Linked DNA regions of Mus musculus: region 2 is linked to region 1. Evidence: chromatin contacts called from public Hi-C data. All regions are on one chromosome and are shown on one strand. Each heading gives the region's core, a stretch centred on a gene start, on an enhancer-like site or on the middle of the called end of the contact. The rest is flanking DNA. Distances are from core to core; before and after follow the strand shown. Region 1 overlaps Ebf1 (early B cell factor 1). Region 2 has its middle 58 kb from the start of Gm12159.

Region 1 (7,860 bases), core at 1,789-4,288:
CCAGAGTGATTCCCAGGAAAGACAAAGCCCAAAAGAAATGGATGACTTTCTAGATTCTGCCAAACCACCAAAAGTTAAACAAAAGAAAAAGTAAAAAGAAAAACCTAAAAAGACCCATAACAAAGAAGGTTATTAAACTAATAATGAAAAGCCTTCCAATTAAAACTGTCCAGGCCAAGATGGATCCACAACAGAATTTTATTAGATTTTCAAAGATTTATAGCCAGTCTTTCTTAAACTATTTTTAAAAAGATAGAAGCAGGAGAACACACTTCAACATAATAAAAGCAACATATGAGGAATCTACAGCCAACGTCATCCTAAATGGAGAAAAGCTTGAAGCAATTCTACTGACGTCAGAGATGAGACAGAGATGGCCACCCTCCCCACTCCTTTTCAATAATGTACTGGAGGCACTAGTTGGAGCAATAAGGCAAAAGAAAGTTAAAGGGTTGCAAATAGGAAAAGAAGTCATCAAACTCTCCCTACTTATAGATGACATATTATACATTAGTGATCCCCAAAATTCTACTAAGGACACTTCTAGAAATGCTAAACAAAGCCAACAGTGTGAGAGAGCACAGAATCAACATACACACATGAATAGCCTCTCTACACACAACAACAAACATATAGAGAAAGAGATCATGGTGCGAAAAACTAAGAAACTGAAGAGGAACCATTGCCACCCCCAGGAGGTACAACAGAAAAGGAGAATAAAAGAGTATAGTGACCTGAAGAGGACAATTGGAAAAACAGGGAACTTTAATTAGAGATGCAGGAAAAGATAAGTACAGAAGGAGAAGGGGGCACTTCCAGTAAGGGTGGCTGGAAAAAAGTTAAGAATCATTGACTGTCTAAAAATACGTGTAATACACCATTTTATGCATAAATGAGAATATATAGTTTAAATAATTTTTGATCTCTGGGATGCTAATGCTTTCTCCAAGAGCCAAAGACAAACTAACAAAAATCCCAATAGCAGGTTTAAAAAAAAAAAAGCCTTCTTTTGAGTTGTTGGTCAAGAGACCCTCAAAACATTATAGGTTGTTACTGTTGTCCTTGATTGCCCTTTCAGAGGTAGAACATAAGTCCCTATTTTTGAAGATGCAATGCAATTCAGGTACAGAACCAGAGGCCCTTGAGCTTGAAAGCTCCCTCTCTGGGGACGAGCTTTCATGGTACCAGAAAGTGCCATGCAAGCTTCCAAAATGATGCAAACAACAGTTCTACCCAGCTATGATGCCCGTAAACCACCACAGCTAGAATGGCGTGTTAACTCAGCGTGTGCAACAGTGGTGCACATGCCTTGGTGGTAACCAACAACTCTCTAATTGGACTCAGTACCCACTCAACATGAAGGATATGCCTGGTACTGGAATACTAATCAATTTACCCTAGGCTGGTAAAGCCACGGATCTTAGTGGAGAACCTACAACGCCTACTTTATTAAACCAGCATAATCCCTAACTATATCCTAAATATTTGTCATTAAATCCACAACTGCAATTGGTACTCCACATCAAAGAAAGTTCTCTTCTCAACAGATGGAGACCATTCCAGAAATCTACAACCAATCAAACTGCACACTACAGAGTCCAGTCCCAAAGGATACATCTATAATACCACTCCTGCACCTAAGGTTCAGGGACCATTTTGGAGAAGACAGAAAAATGTTAAGAGCCAGAGGATCATAGAGTTTGCTGTGTGTGAGATTGTGTCTCCTAAGAATGTCAGAAGCTATACCCATAATGTCTTACCTACATGACTGTCTAAACATGTGCTGAACTAGGACAACATGCTAACATACACGGGAGAAGTCCCACTCCTATACAAAGAGTGACAAGCAACTAAAGAATGGTAAGAGTTGGAAAAACAATCTTCCCCAGGGAAGAACACTCTAATTGGTTATTCAATACCCTATGGTATTCTCCATGTATGTCTATGTGTGTGTGTGTGTGTGTGTGTGTGTGTGTGTGTGTGTGTGAGTGTGTGTTTATATAGACTCTGCAGCCATACATATATATATATATATATATATATATATATATATATATATATATATATATATATATTTCAATATATTCTTGCCATGGTTCCTGCTTCCTTGTCTCTTCCAAATCCTCCTCCTTATTACCCCGATCATCCATTTCCACACCATTTCCATACCTTCTTTCTCTCACCCTTTAGAAAGCAAACAGGAAAACAAACAAACAAAACAAAAAAACTATTTCTCTGGTCCCTCCATCCACCCACAATATTTTGCTAGTATATAAAGGATAATTTGGAAAGTAATTTTTACCAGCCTTGGGTATTTGATGTTCAATGTAGTTGAATTTGCTTAATAACTATAAGACATTTATGCTAAATTACTATTAGAAGAATGCTTTAATAACAAGATCACTGGACCAGAGAGAAGAAGAATAGCCATCAAGATCTAGGAAAAAAATTAAAGAAAATAATAAAGCTAATAGATAAGTAAATACAGACAGAAAGAATAAGTCAAATGTTATTAAAAGTTGAATATTAAGAGTCTGTTTCCCTCTGTTGTCCTGCCACAGGAGATCATGTTTGATTAGCACAATGTCTCCCCCTTTCCCTTCTCTGCTAAAGGGGAAGGAGCTTTGCTGCCAGAAGGGATGTCATGAAGAACCAAGCAGTGAATAAGAGTGAAGAAGGAAGAAGTTAGCAATAAAAACACCTGAAGAACAGAAAGAGGGCTTTCGCCACGTGGAATAAAGAAACAAAGATGGGGAGCAAGGGGACCAATAACAAAGAATTAATTATCAGTATTAATTATTAGCACTAATCGGTATTGAAGCAGAATTGGGTTCTTTTTAATAGCCATTGGAGGATATAAGCAAGACATTTGATTGCTGCTTCATTAAGTTTGGCTATTGAGCTTGCTAGTGGAGTCTGTGTAGACTTGGTGCCACAGATTCACTCAGACATGTTGGGATCCAGTGGCATTTGTTACAGTGTGTGCTGTGACTCTTTGAGTCATTGCTGTGTCTCCCCTAGGCAGCTGTGAGAGAGATGTGTGAGTCAACATGATATCATCATATCCCTAGCTCTCAGCTTGAAGAGGTGTCTAATCTATGGTTCATGGAGGGCCACATGCCCGCCCCCAGAATAGCAAAATTGCTACCCTTCACAAAATCAAAAACTTCCTTAAAATATGAGATTATTTTTGTACTGATGTGTGGGTGTGGGTGTGTAAAATTCAGAGTGTGAACTGCGTACAAGACAATGTCATGTCAAAACGTTAGCCATGTCTATGAACTTAACACAAAAGAGGCTCCCATAAAAATGTATCTCATAAGTAAAACCTTTCTATAAGGGCCCGGAAATAGCTTGATTTCCATTTATCCCTTCTGACTTTCATGGAGCAATCCATGTTATTGAATGAATCATGTGTAGTAGGGCACCTTCCATTTTATTGACAGTTCACCTGCATCTTTGTAGAGCATGAAATTTTCTTTAGAGTATCATTCCCAGCACTAGAAGTTTCCTCCAGAAAGCTCATAGTGAGCAGGCTGAGGGTTAATTCCAGGACTCAAAACTTTTGTTCTTGCTACAGAATGTGAAATTTCTACCTTTGGTGGGGGAGGGAGGGTATATGCTAAATAGATCAAAATTAGTTCCAACATACCGTAACTCTCCAGATAAAACTACTTGATGCTCTTGTTTAAGAAAGAAAAAAATGAAAACAATATCTTTCTAGTTCTGGAAACTGAATTTGAAGATATAGGAAGGATTGGATCATTGGCTCCACAGTAAGAAAAATAGGCCAGAGAGACCAACGTCTTCTTAAAGGGAAGTTCTCTCTATCTCTGTCAAAGGTGTGAGCATTCAATTGGGCATTGCAGCTCAGTAGCAAAGTCCATGCCTAGCATGTGTGAGGTCCCAGGTTCCATTCCCAGCTCCCAACATGCATACTGGTGACTACTCTTTTGACTTTTTTGTTATCCATTAACTCCCATATTACATCGACCATTGAACCATGATGGCTCTTTTACATCTCTTAGTCCTATCTACTTCCCCCTTTTATCTCCCTAATCCAAGCTGTTCATGTCTTGAGAGGACCACTACAATAACCTCCAGGTGTTCCTCAGTTTCCCTCTGCCCCCTCTACAGGACATCTCTAAGGTCCGTGTATGCAATATGGAAGTCTCCCCACTGTTTATGAGGATAATAAATGTGTGCTGTGACATAAACAACAAGAAAATATAAGTAGAGCAGAGATGGGAGACCATAGATGACAGAGAGACATGGAGAGAGGTCTGCCTGAGATGGAGCAGAAGGTCTCTGGCAGGTCAAGATCAGAAGCAAAATGAGTTCAAATAAGCTTAGGTTTCCCCCTGCAATAGGGTGAACTTGGGGGCTGATTAGAATGTAATATATTGAGGAATGAACAATTGATCGTGTGAAAGAGGGTGGAGGTGATCATTTTGAGATTTTGAACATGGCATGCGGAAAAGAACTCATTTCTTTGAGATTTTATGTAAAAATGAATTCATCTGTGATGGGTCTTCTGTGAAGCAAGAGGAATCATGGTAGGTTTTTTAGTGTGGGTTTGTGTCTTGAGCAGCCTCTGATGCCTGCAGCCAGCAGGGTTCCACAAGAACCTGATCCCACTTTCCCAAACCCCTATGGCCGGTAATTTCAATCCTTGGTTTATCTCATAGTGAAGTCTCAAGGTATTGATCATAGTTGGCTATTATACCATAAGGACTGCTCAAGTGACACCTTCAGTAACTTGGACTTTTTGCCAGAAATCCCAAAATGACACTTTAAAGGGACAAGAATGTAGATATATATATGGTTTATGAGTATCACTTGCATGTATATATGGACACCCCATATGCTTATGTGCAGTGCAAGAGGAGGCCAGAAGAGGGAACTGAATCCGTGTTAAATACGATTATGATCCATCATGTAAGTGCTAGGAACTTAATCTGGGTCCTCTACAAGAGCAGCCAGTACTCGTAAGTACTAAGCCATCTCTCAAGCCACTAACACTTATGGTTTTGAATCATTGCTTCTAAATTGGATTTCAACATTTATAAAGTGAAACATCATCAACTCCAAATGCTGGAGAAAAGAAATCTACCAAGTCCTAAAGTGACCAAAGGATGTGAAGACCATACATTCTGGTGAGGGCAAATTGTCTGGAGCAACTCTGGCCATATGTTCACTTCAGATGCAGCATGTGATTGCTGGTGGCTGTATCCAGCCCCTGCCTCCCCTTCACTCCCTCCCTTCTCCCATCCCTCCCTCCTTTTCTCTCTCATGGATAAATTCTTTCTGTCTCTCTCTGTCTATCTATGTGTGTCTCTCTGTCTCTCCTTCTCTCTGCCTGTCAGCTTAACCCCAAGGAATTTTGCCAGATTTAAATACACCACCGCCTTTGTGAACATTCAGGGACCGTGAGTTTGTGAGTTTGTCAGAGGCTCTGCGTGAAGGCACCTCAGCTGATTGGCTCCTTAGCATCTAACACACCAAACCCATGCTAGGTGCCCAGAATATGCTGTGAATTGGAGTCGTTGTGCCCCACAAAGTCACTGTGGGCATCTGTGCACTCCACTCACACAGTCTCTCTGCTCTTGGGTGCCCTTCATCTTACTTCAAGTTCAGTCATCACACTGTCAGCCATTCTGCCTCGGCTGCTCACTCTTTCTGCCTCAGCTCAACTACTACTTTCTCTAGAAGACTTTTCCAGAAAGTCCTTAGATTATGTCAGACCTCACGATGTTATACCTTCAAAGCATTCTTGACTCGGACCTCAATACCCTCGTTAGATGTTATGTGTGTTGTGGGTTTATGTCAATTTTTCTATTGTAAGCGCCAAGAGTGGGAACAATGCCAGTGTTCTTACGAATGGGTCCACTACTCCTCATCAAGGGTCATAGGCATGCCAAATGCTTGAGGTTTAAGGGAACAAATGAATGAATGAGTGAATGAATGAATGAATGAATGAATGCTGTCAAGAGGTAGGCCTTACGGAGTTCTAAGCCAATTCAGAGTGTGGTTATCTGTTTTTATTCTGTGGAGCTCTGGCATATGTCTGCCTCTTGCAGTTTAAGCATCATAGACATGGATGACGTGGAAGCGGGTTGTCTTGTCTGGCACCACATGCATCCTGAAGTCATCCTGAACCTTTTGCTCAGTGTTTCTCCTCTGCAACTGATACAGAATTGAAAAAATAGGGGATGGCCAAGCTGATCAGGTAGGAGTCTCCATGGAGACAGGACAGCAGCTTCTGTATGTTCTGGCTTACATGGGGTGGCCTTTCATGACCTTACCTTGGGCTGTATTTCAGGGTAGTGCCATAGCAGTGCCTCCCACAAATGAATGTGCTGGTGGTTATGGGACACCCTCTTAGGTCTGGCCATGGAGTTTCTGTTGGTCGAGGCATTTTGTAAGCGCCATTAACCTCATCGTGTCCAGTCATTGCAAAATTAGTGAAGACATGGAACGTACAATGGAAAGATGTATCCTTAAATGACCCGGTCCCAGATGTGTGTATATCTTCTGTGGACCTATGAAGTTTGCACAACGACTGAGTGCCTGTAACTTTCAATTCCAGACAGATGTGGTTTTGTCAACCAGGAAAAAGAAAAAAAAAACTATTATCCACACAAAGTTTATATATATATATATATACATATATATATATACATATATATATATATATATATATATATATATATATATATATATATATATATATATGTTCTCTAGTCACACGTCTCATCAGCAAGCCAGGGCACATAATTAATTGACCAGGAGGCACACTGGGATTAATTAGCAGTTGCATAGGAAGAGTTTAGCTCAGCCTTCCAGGGCAGAGGATGGTGTTCTAGAATGACCAGTTCCTGGATTCCCAATTCAGCCCCTATCATGGGGGGAATCTCACTGTTCACTGACAATAGGACTGGGGGCTCTTGCCACCAATGTGGGCCAGCACGTGCACACCTGGCTCATGCCAGCAGAGGGCAGCAGTACGCTGTGCGTGTTCAATTTGCATTCCAAATTAGCAGATCCCGGTGGGACCTACAAAGAAAGGAAGTGGGTGCCCCAGGCCTAGGCTAATTCTCTCTGGGTGTTAACACTGGCCCGAATAATAGCAAACCCGGGCCTTTTGCAGTCCATTGAGTGTTGCTCTTCTCTTCTGCCATAGAGAAATGAACACGCCACTAGGAGCTGCTATCACAGACAGGAAGTAACTTTAATTAAATATCGTGAACGTTGAAAAGTTTTTTACAGTTTGAATTTTTGAAAAAAAAAAAGGAGAAGAAAAGAAAAGAAAGAAAGAAATAAAAAAGAATGAAATATAACAATCTCTACAGTAGTTGAGTGCTCTAACAATTGGATTGTACAGTGTGTGTCTATTGAAAACGTTTGAAAAGAAGGTGAAAGATTTGCAGAATGAGTTCATGGAGCTGCATCCTACATTGTGAGGCCGGGCATGGCGTGGACATATCCAGTCATCCAGAGGCAGGGCTCTTCCCCCAAAACGGAAATCTGAATTGAATTCTCTACTCCATCTTCTTTTTAAAAGCCATATTCTGTATTTAGGGGGCTATATCTTAAAGGGACTTAAAAACAAGATTTTGTGTAGAAGAAAGTGGTTCCTAAAACCAAACTACTTCTCCATCGGCTAATCAAACAGAAGTAACAAAACACAATTGATACACATTTTCTTTTTAAAGGCTCTTTGGGCTTTCCAGTAAAGTTCTCATCACGTCACAGCACGTGGCTAACAGATTGGTGGCGTCTTTTGTCAGGGTCTGAGCCGGACACCTCACCGGCTTGCTGCTCGTTCCTTTGCAGACAGTTGTCTGGCTCACCAGACAA
Region 2 (7,860 bases), core at 1,896-4,395, 160 kb before region 1:
AAGTGATTGAACATATCATATGGTAGAATCATTGACTTATAGAGTTTTCTAACTGAATTACCTTAGTGAGAACGACACAGACACATCCCCAGAACTCCTTTTGTCCTCATCATTTTTAAAAAGTCTCTGAAATAGTGGTATTCCAAAAGATGTTTATTACGCACTTATTACAATCTGTACTTTCCTTGTTAAATCCGATACGGCTCCAGCAATGAGTAACAGATCTTTTGAGCACTGCGACTCAGACTCGGCTTCAACATGATTCTAAGAGCTGTGCTGGCTGATGGGAACACACCCCATTCTCATGCCCCTTCCGTTATGCTTCAGCAGGATAGCTCATCAGATTCGGGCTCACACTATTCGTGGGAAGGAGCCTTTTGCCTCTTTCCCCCACTGAGTCTGGGGACATGTTATGTTCCATCAGCAGTTCCTCTGATATTTTGTCTAAAGCCCTTCCCTTGCCTTGGATACTGGCTAACATTTTCCACTGGTCAGAAACTTTGTTTATACAGCTGATGGAGTTAACAGCCCATCTCTTCTCTTGTAGACACTCCAATTCTACCGTCACCATAACAGGGGTTGGCTGTTTAACTTGGCAGAATCGCACCAGTAATATGTGATAACCAAATTGCGTAGATGATCAATTCATTTCCCTCAGAACTTACTCCAATAAATAAAGCCACCGAGCCTTATGATGGAGTTGCTGCCTCAGTCAAGGCACACAATGTGGACTAAAGCCTGCGGACAGGGACTTTCAGACATCCTGAATAGCAACCAGAGAATGGTCCTATAGTAGATAAACTGTGCACTAGAATCCATACACTTCAGCTTTCTCAGGAGCTGTAGCTCAGTTTTCTATGCTACCTATATTAGAAATACTATGCCCAGTAAAAGCTTCCTCAAAGCTACTGGGCTCAAGGGGTTCAAAGACCTAACTGCTGGCACGTCAAATTAGCTACACCTTATCCGACTCCCACCTATATATATGTGTAAATGCACATGTGGATGAACCTTACTGAGCCATCATAGTCTTTATGTTGATGTGCAGAGTCACCTCAGTGGAGAATCAAAGATAACTGAAACTTATTTAAAATATGTTTTCCCTTTCCTGAGGAAGACAAGTGAGTTCTCTGAGTGAAAATACATAAAATACAGTGGGGATTTTATCAATAGGATTTAAACTCACAGAGGTAGACCTGCCTCCGTCTCCCCAGAACTGTGATTGAAGATGTGCACCACCATTTTTGTCAATAGACTGCCACATATAATTTTGAATGAAAATATTTCTAAAGGCCAGAGCAAGCCTTCTCGTTGGCGATGTATGTATGGCCTGAGATCATCATGCAACCCACCTTTAATAGAAAAAAAAAAGGGAGGATTATGCCTCTTTCTAAATGGCCAATTAGCAGGAGGACCAAGAAGTACATTGCGTATGGGTGGGGGCCACTGTACCTCAGACAGTAAGGCATTCGCCTTTCAAACACAAGAACCTGAGTTCAATTCTCCAGAACTCATTAAAACAAAAGGCAAGCATGATGTAATAGCCAGTACTGGAAGATGGAGCAAGGCGGGTCCCTGTGGCTTGCTGGCCAGCTGGCCTAGCCTACTCAAGCAAGATACAGGCCAATGAGAGATCCTATAAAAACAATATGTATGGTGCTGACATCCAAAGTAGACTTTTGGCTTAAACACACACATGATTTCTCACACAAACAAACACACACAGCTACATTTATATACAGGGCATAAAACACCTAGCAGAATAATCCCTCAATTGCCAAGTGAGCAAAGGCACAGAGTAGCACCCGGAGATCCCATTCAAAGTGGACACTAAGCAGTGTTGACTCCACTGTGAGGCTGGTTCTCCTCAGTTCTCTCTCCGCCTCCCTGATTTCTCCAAGAAGAGCCTGTTTAAGATGCAGTTTGCACCTCCCCCCCCCCCAGCAACCTCATAATGCTTTCTCAGCTTCCTTGTCTGAGAGAGAACTGGCTGTCCATGGAACCTTGGCCAAAGTGTATGTAATTAGATTGTTATAAGGGTGTGTTTTAGTTTTCTCCGTTCATGTTTTTGTAGCAAATATCTTCCTGACAAGTAGAAATGTTTTCCTCTTAATAGCAGCAATACAGAATTTCACTTTTATGCAAATTGATGTGGAGGAAAGGATACTTTAAAGAAAAATAAGCAGAATATGAATGATATTTAATTTGACAAAATGTGGGCATGATATGAATGTGATTGAAGTAAGAAATCATATGTCCTAAGTGGTCTGATGCAGATTAAGCCCTGGGAGTGCTTGTTTTGGAAGTAGTTGAGATTTTCTTTTTATATGTAGTGTTTTATTACTCACAAAACTCTAAACCCCTACAAGGAAACAGCAGAAATGAACAAAGAAATTTGGAATTTTCACCATTCTGACAAATCCATTTATTGAGGGAATCTAGTCACTGGAGTCTCACTTCAACCTTTTGAACATGAAAGACACACATACACACACACACACACACACACACACACACACACACACACACACACTGAGCAGGGGGAAGGAGGGAGGGAGGGAAGAAAAAAAGAGGTGGTGTCTATTGGTCGGGGGGAGAGAGAGAGAGAGAGAGAGAGAGAGAGAGAGAGAGAGAGAGAGAGAGATATCCTGCCCAAAAGTCTAGTTTGTCTCATTACCTTTAGAGTGGAACACACAAGCAGTCTACCAACTGCTTCCAGAACAGACTTAAATTTGTGCCGAAAGACATTTTGCTTTGGCCTTGGGAGACCACATGAACCCACAAATAGTTACAATTTGGAAGAAGTTGTAGATAAGCTAATCCCTTATGATCCAAGTCCTCTCCTCCATACCCCCTCTCTCTTGTGCACGCACACACACACACACACACACACACACACACACACATACACAAACACACACAGAATTTCCAACTCATGTTAGAGTAAGCACCATGGAATATTTTGGGGTGGGTTTTAAAGATGCTGTTTCTGGAAGAATCTGTGTGAGTTCAGTTTAGGAAAAGTGTGGAAAGCAAGATGACATTCAAGCAGCTTGGAAGCCTATTTTGTTGCATATAGTGCTTGGCTAAATGAAATACCCAAGTTAATGATTTCTGCTTGTTAATACATAACTCTGGCTTCAAGTGAGTAAGGGCTTGGAAGAGAAACAGCAGTAAAAACATGACTAGCTTCGTCTTCATTCCTCCCTAATATATTCAATTCCAACCCCTGGAAAACTTAACCAACTTCACTGTAGTCTCTCAAGCTGCCTCTCCTGAGAGTTACCGTCTTTAAGACTGATGTAGCTTCCCGCCCCCTTATAGTCTCCTAGTCTGTGTTTATATAATTATTGTCGCAAATTTAGATATGTGACACTTTAACACCATATTATTGCACTTTAAGGGAAGCCACGCCCTCCGTACGGTTCTCCTTCCCTGGGTGTAGAACTCTGATTCCCAGCAGATGTTCAGTGGTGTTACGAAATGGCTTCAGAATGCTGGAGTCAGATGGAGCACAGAGGCGAGAGCCAATTATGTCATATGGTGTCAATGCCCAGTTACAACACTAATATAACCAGTTTTTTATTATTTTTTAATTTTTTGCTTCTAATGACTTCCATGGATCCTTCAGAGCTCCTTACAAAAAGCCAGATTGGACCTGTCCTTATACTTTTTAAACTAAGGAGGACAAGACATTGCTCATGGTCCGTTTTGTGGGTGCATCAGACATGTCTGCAAAAGGTGAAGCAAAAGTAAAAACAAAATCCTCTACAATAGCTGAGTCACTACTGACTCAATCTGTGTCTAGAATGTGGGTTTCTAGTGAGTGTGTAAGGCATGTGTTAATCCTGCCTTCTATCCAGTTTAATTATCTTCATTTTTCTCTCATTCTCAGAGATTGGAACTATGCATATCTGTGACCCCTTTCCAAACATAAAATAGTACCTTTTTTACTCTTTTAATTCCTACCCCAATCTGAAAATGTAATTGTTTTGAATCTACCTTAGGCTGAGATAACAAAGACACATTTGTATAGGTTTCATATATTTTCTTGGCTATTGTTTATTAGATGAGAGCAAGGGTTAGTTGAAAGTGGGCCCCACAAATCAAAGCTGGTTGTATGGTTTTGTTTCTTTGTTTTGGAGACACAGTCTCATGTAACCTAGGCTGGTCTGGAGCTCACACAGAGCTGAGAATGGTTTTAAATATCTGATCTTCCTGACTCTACTTCCTGAATGTTGGGATTATAGGTGTATAAGGTCATACCTGTTTTTCTGTGGTGTTAAAGATCAAAGTCGGGACATTCTAAGCAAGCATTCTATCCACTGAACTCCATCTCCATCTCAGTGTGTGGCTTTTGTAAATAATGTTTCATTGGGACATAGCCAAACCTATTAGTTTCTAAATCACTGCTTTAACAGAACAGGGACAAAGTTGAATGGTCACTCCAGTAGTCCATAAATATAAAGTCATTACTCTATGGATTCTGTAAAAATACATTTGCTAGTCCCTAGCGCATGGTTGAGGGAATGTTAGAGGTACATGGGAGGGAAAACATTTGTGGTTTTCTCAAGTTCTATGTAAAATGTTTGCCAGTTCCAAATTTGGCTTTCTGTTAACTCACATATGCACAGGCTTCCCTCTATAAAAGTCCTAATGTAGCATGAGAGATAATATGTTAGTTCATTAATATTAATTTTCACTCCCACTGTTTTATTGGTAACGAAAGTAACTATAATTGTAACATGGAGCTGCCCTTTCTCATTCAGCAAGAGGATAATCGTTCCCAGGATTGCCAAAGCCAAACACAAAGAAGATGCAATCCTGCACATCAAGATTCGGCCAGATGTATGAATGTCACACAGCAAACCCATTTGTACCATTCTCTCCTCCCTCCCCAACTAGTTGAGTTTCAAATGACAGCATCAAAGCACCTCAGAAGGACTTGTGTGAACTGTATTCATTTAAGTGCCAGGCCATCTCCCAGCAGGGGGCAGCAAGCATGGTGCCCATATCATGGGAATGTGACCCTTGCAGATCTGGCTTGCCAGGACTCTACTGCTGCAGGAATCAGTTATAAACTAAGGAGGGTCTCCCCCTACCCCACAAATTCCCGCTTCTTCTCAAATATGTCATTCATATTCCCAGTCTCCAGTATCCTCATGACACTCAACTCCTAGGCTAGGCATCACACTTTAGGGAAAGCTGTTCCTTAACATACCAGGTGCAAGATAGGACCCGAGACATGACACTGGGAAGACATGAAATGAAATTTGTCCAAGCAACCATTCACCCCACTGAAGAAAGAGAAAAATTAGTAAGCACCGCATTACATCTCATATGCCAGGTTCTTAGTTAATTCTTTTAACTAATACCAGTTGATCACCCTATTTACATAACCACAACCCAAGAATATACCATTATGCCATACAGTTATTCACATGGACCCAAGGCTCAGCAAAGCTTAGCAATCAGCCCAATGTTATACAACTAGTATGGATTCTGCAGACGATATCTTTTAACTTATTTATTTATTTATTTATTTATTTTTATTTATTACATATTTTCCTCAATTACATTTCCAATGCTATCCCAAAAGTCCCCCATACCCTCCCCCCCCACTTCCCTACCCACCCATTCCCATTTTTTTTGGCCCTGGCGTTCCCCTGTACTGGGGCATATATAGTTTGCGTGTCCAATGGGCCTCTCTTTCCAGTGATGGCCGACTAGGCCATCTTTTGATACATATGCAGCTAGAGTCAAGAGCTCCGGGGTACTGATTAGTTAATAATGTTGTTCTACCTATAGGGTTGCAGATCCCTTTAGCTCCTTGGGTACTTTCTCTAGCTCCTCCATTGGGAGCCCTGTGATCCATCCAATAGCTGACTGTGAGCATCCACTTCTGTGTTTGCTAGGCCCCGGCATAGTCTCACAAGAGCACTGGGTCTCTTAAGTAACACAAGTTGACTGGTGGCATAGAGATACTCTCTTGATTTAGAAAGCCACTCTTTAAAGGAATTGGGATGGGCAGCCTGAATAAGGGGATTTGTTGTTTCCTCGTACAATTCTTCTTGTTCCATCACAATATTGGCGATGAAATCTGGGCTGGTCCCTGGTGTCAAAGGACTAAGGCTTCCCTGATGAGACTTGCTTTGCATTCAAGCAGGAGAAGAGCAAAGTGTATCATCATGCTATTGACTATTCAAGAGATCAGCTCAGATGAGGATGCCCAGTAGGACCTAGCTATTTAGAGGAAGAAAGCAGACTGGAGTCTTTGGTTCCAATGAGAGACGGCCCCATTTTTTCCTCAAAGATCTAGGGGTTTATTGCTCCTGCAGAGTACAAGTAATGCAGGCAGGGAAATGAAATGTGGGGGAGGGAATCAAATAAGAAACAGATAAGAAGAACACACACACACACACACACACACACACACACACACACACACACGTGTGAGATGGCTCAAGGAGACTCTTAGAGAGGTTGATTAAGAGTGGATGTTGCTTATCCTTCCAGGGTCTTGGAGAGGCCACTGGCTGTGGTTCATTCCTTAAACACCACGTTTTATTGCCTGGCCTCTTGCTTCTGCTCTAACTCTCAGGAGAGCTGATTTCCAACGAGCCAGAAAACCAGTTCTGAGATCCTGAAAGTAGTGATCAAGGAAGCTCCAGGGGCTTGGAAAAGACGTCTGATCCTCAAGAAGAAGAGTTTTTATACAGAAGGGAGAACAATAAACAATACCTGTCTCCCCTCCCCCAATTGCCCACTAACATTATTGCAATTCAGGAGAGCGCGTATTGGCAATGATAGTCTGCTGTATAGACATCTCCAGGTGTTGTCTGCAGTACTTCCCACACATCTCACTAAATCACCCTAGGGACACTAGGGACATTGCCAAACTAGTCCTATGGCCATACTTATTTTGGAAAAGAACTTCCCTTTCCCAAATGCTACCCGTTGTCTTGTCACAGATGGTTTTTCATACCTGAGATCACCTCAGCAATGTTCGATTCAGACAGGAATACAAAGATCAGTATGAAAAGATGAAAAGGTGTTCCGAGTGATTGTTTAATATTTTTTTGCTATTAATTACTTATGGTGATGTTAACATATTGAATATGTCAGATTAAGTAGGTTGTTAGCAGAATTACCAATCTGTAGTTTTCATGCCTAGTTTGATTACTAGAGAATTTTAAATTATGGGCCATGGGTGATAAATCTTGGTCTGCAAGTAGGAAAACATGAGTATCCCAGTCTCACCCATTGTTAGCTATGTGATTTAGGACCAATTATGAAATGTCAGCTCTCTCATCTTTAAAATAAAGACCCAAACTCTGCTTTTAAAATTTTGCAATGATTGATGATGCCGCTAACCTCAGTTTTGTTTGTTTGTTTGTTTAGTTAGTTAGTTAGTTGGTTTAGGAGGTGAGATTGGCAGTCCTGAATTTCCTTGGCCACCTTGCCTAGCCAATTCACAAGCTTCTGGTTCACTGGTAATTATTGTCCCAAAATATTTGAGTACTAATATAAAGGTCAATAAGACCAGACAGCCAGTGTCTTCCTCTGGCCTCCACAAGCATGCTCATGAACATGTGTACGCGCATTAACACCCATGTGCATGTATCACACACATACAAGCAAGACGAGAGAGAGAGAGAGAGAGAGAGAGAGAGAGAGAGAGAGAGAGAGAGAGAGAGAGAAAGAGAGAGAATATGAATTAAATCACATGTGTACCTTGGGATATGCTTTCCATTCTCTTTGCTTCTGTTGAATAGACCAGAGGTCAGCCAACACAAAAATAATGTATCTGTGGCCATATGTGACTTACAGTTAGATGACTGGCATAGCAGATCTCAAACC

The links. Hi-C and Micro-C count contacts between places; a contact is called where the count stands out from the background.
Region 2: a Hi-C map of the C2C12 cell line shows a contact between it and region 1, with 1.9 times the contacts expected there. The contact joins two enhancer-like sites. A contact is called at or near these places in 2 of 15 datasets of contacts at CTCF or cohesin (large pre-B cells and pro-B cells), 5 of 484 Hi-C or Micro-C datasets (the 3T3-L1 cell line, 3T3-L1-derived adipocytes, the C2C12 cell line and 2 more) and 2 of 115 datasets of contacts at active chromatin or transcription factors (fibro-adipogenic progenitors and heart atrium).

The regions. Positions count from the first base shown.
Region 1 is chr11:45,007,444-45,015,303 of GRCm38.p6, reverse strand. Ebf1 (early B cell factor 1) reads right to left here. Exons shown (of 16, transcript NM_007897.3): 16 at 7,208-7,860. Among named protein-coding and RNA genes, the nearest start is that of Gm51859, 77 kb to the left of the region's middle. Within about 2 kb of position 3,038, at least 4 of the 459 cell types and tissues checked have an H3K27ac peak or open chromatin away from gene starts, as enhancers often do. A contact at or near this core is called in the C2C12 cell line, where this site is marked.
Region 2 is chr11:45,170,871-45,178,730 of GRCm38.p6, reverse strand. No RefSeq gene overlaps it. Among named protein-coding and RNA genes, the nearest start is that of Gm12159, 58 kb to the right of the region's middle. Within about 2 kb of position 3,145, at least 38 of the 459 cell types and tissues checked have an H3K27ac peak or open chromatin away from gene starts, as enhancers often do. A contact at or near this core is called in the C2C12 cell line, where this site is marked.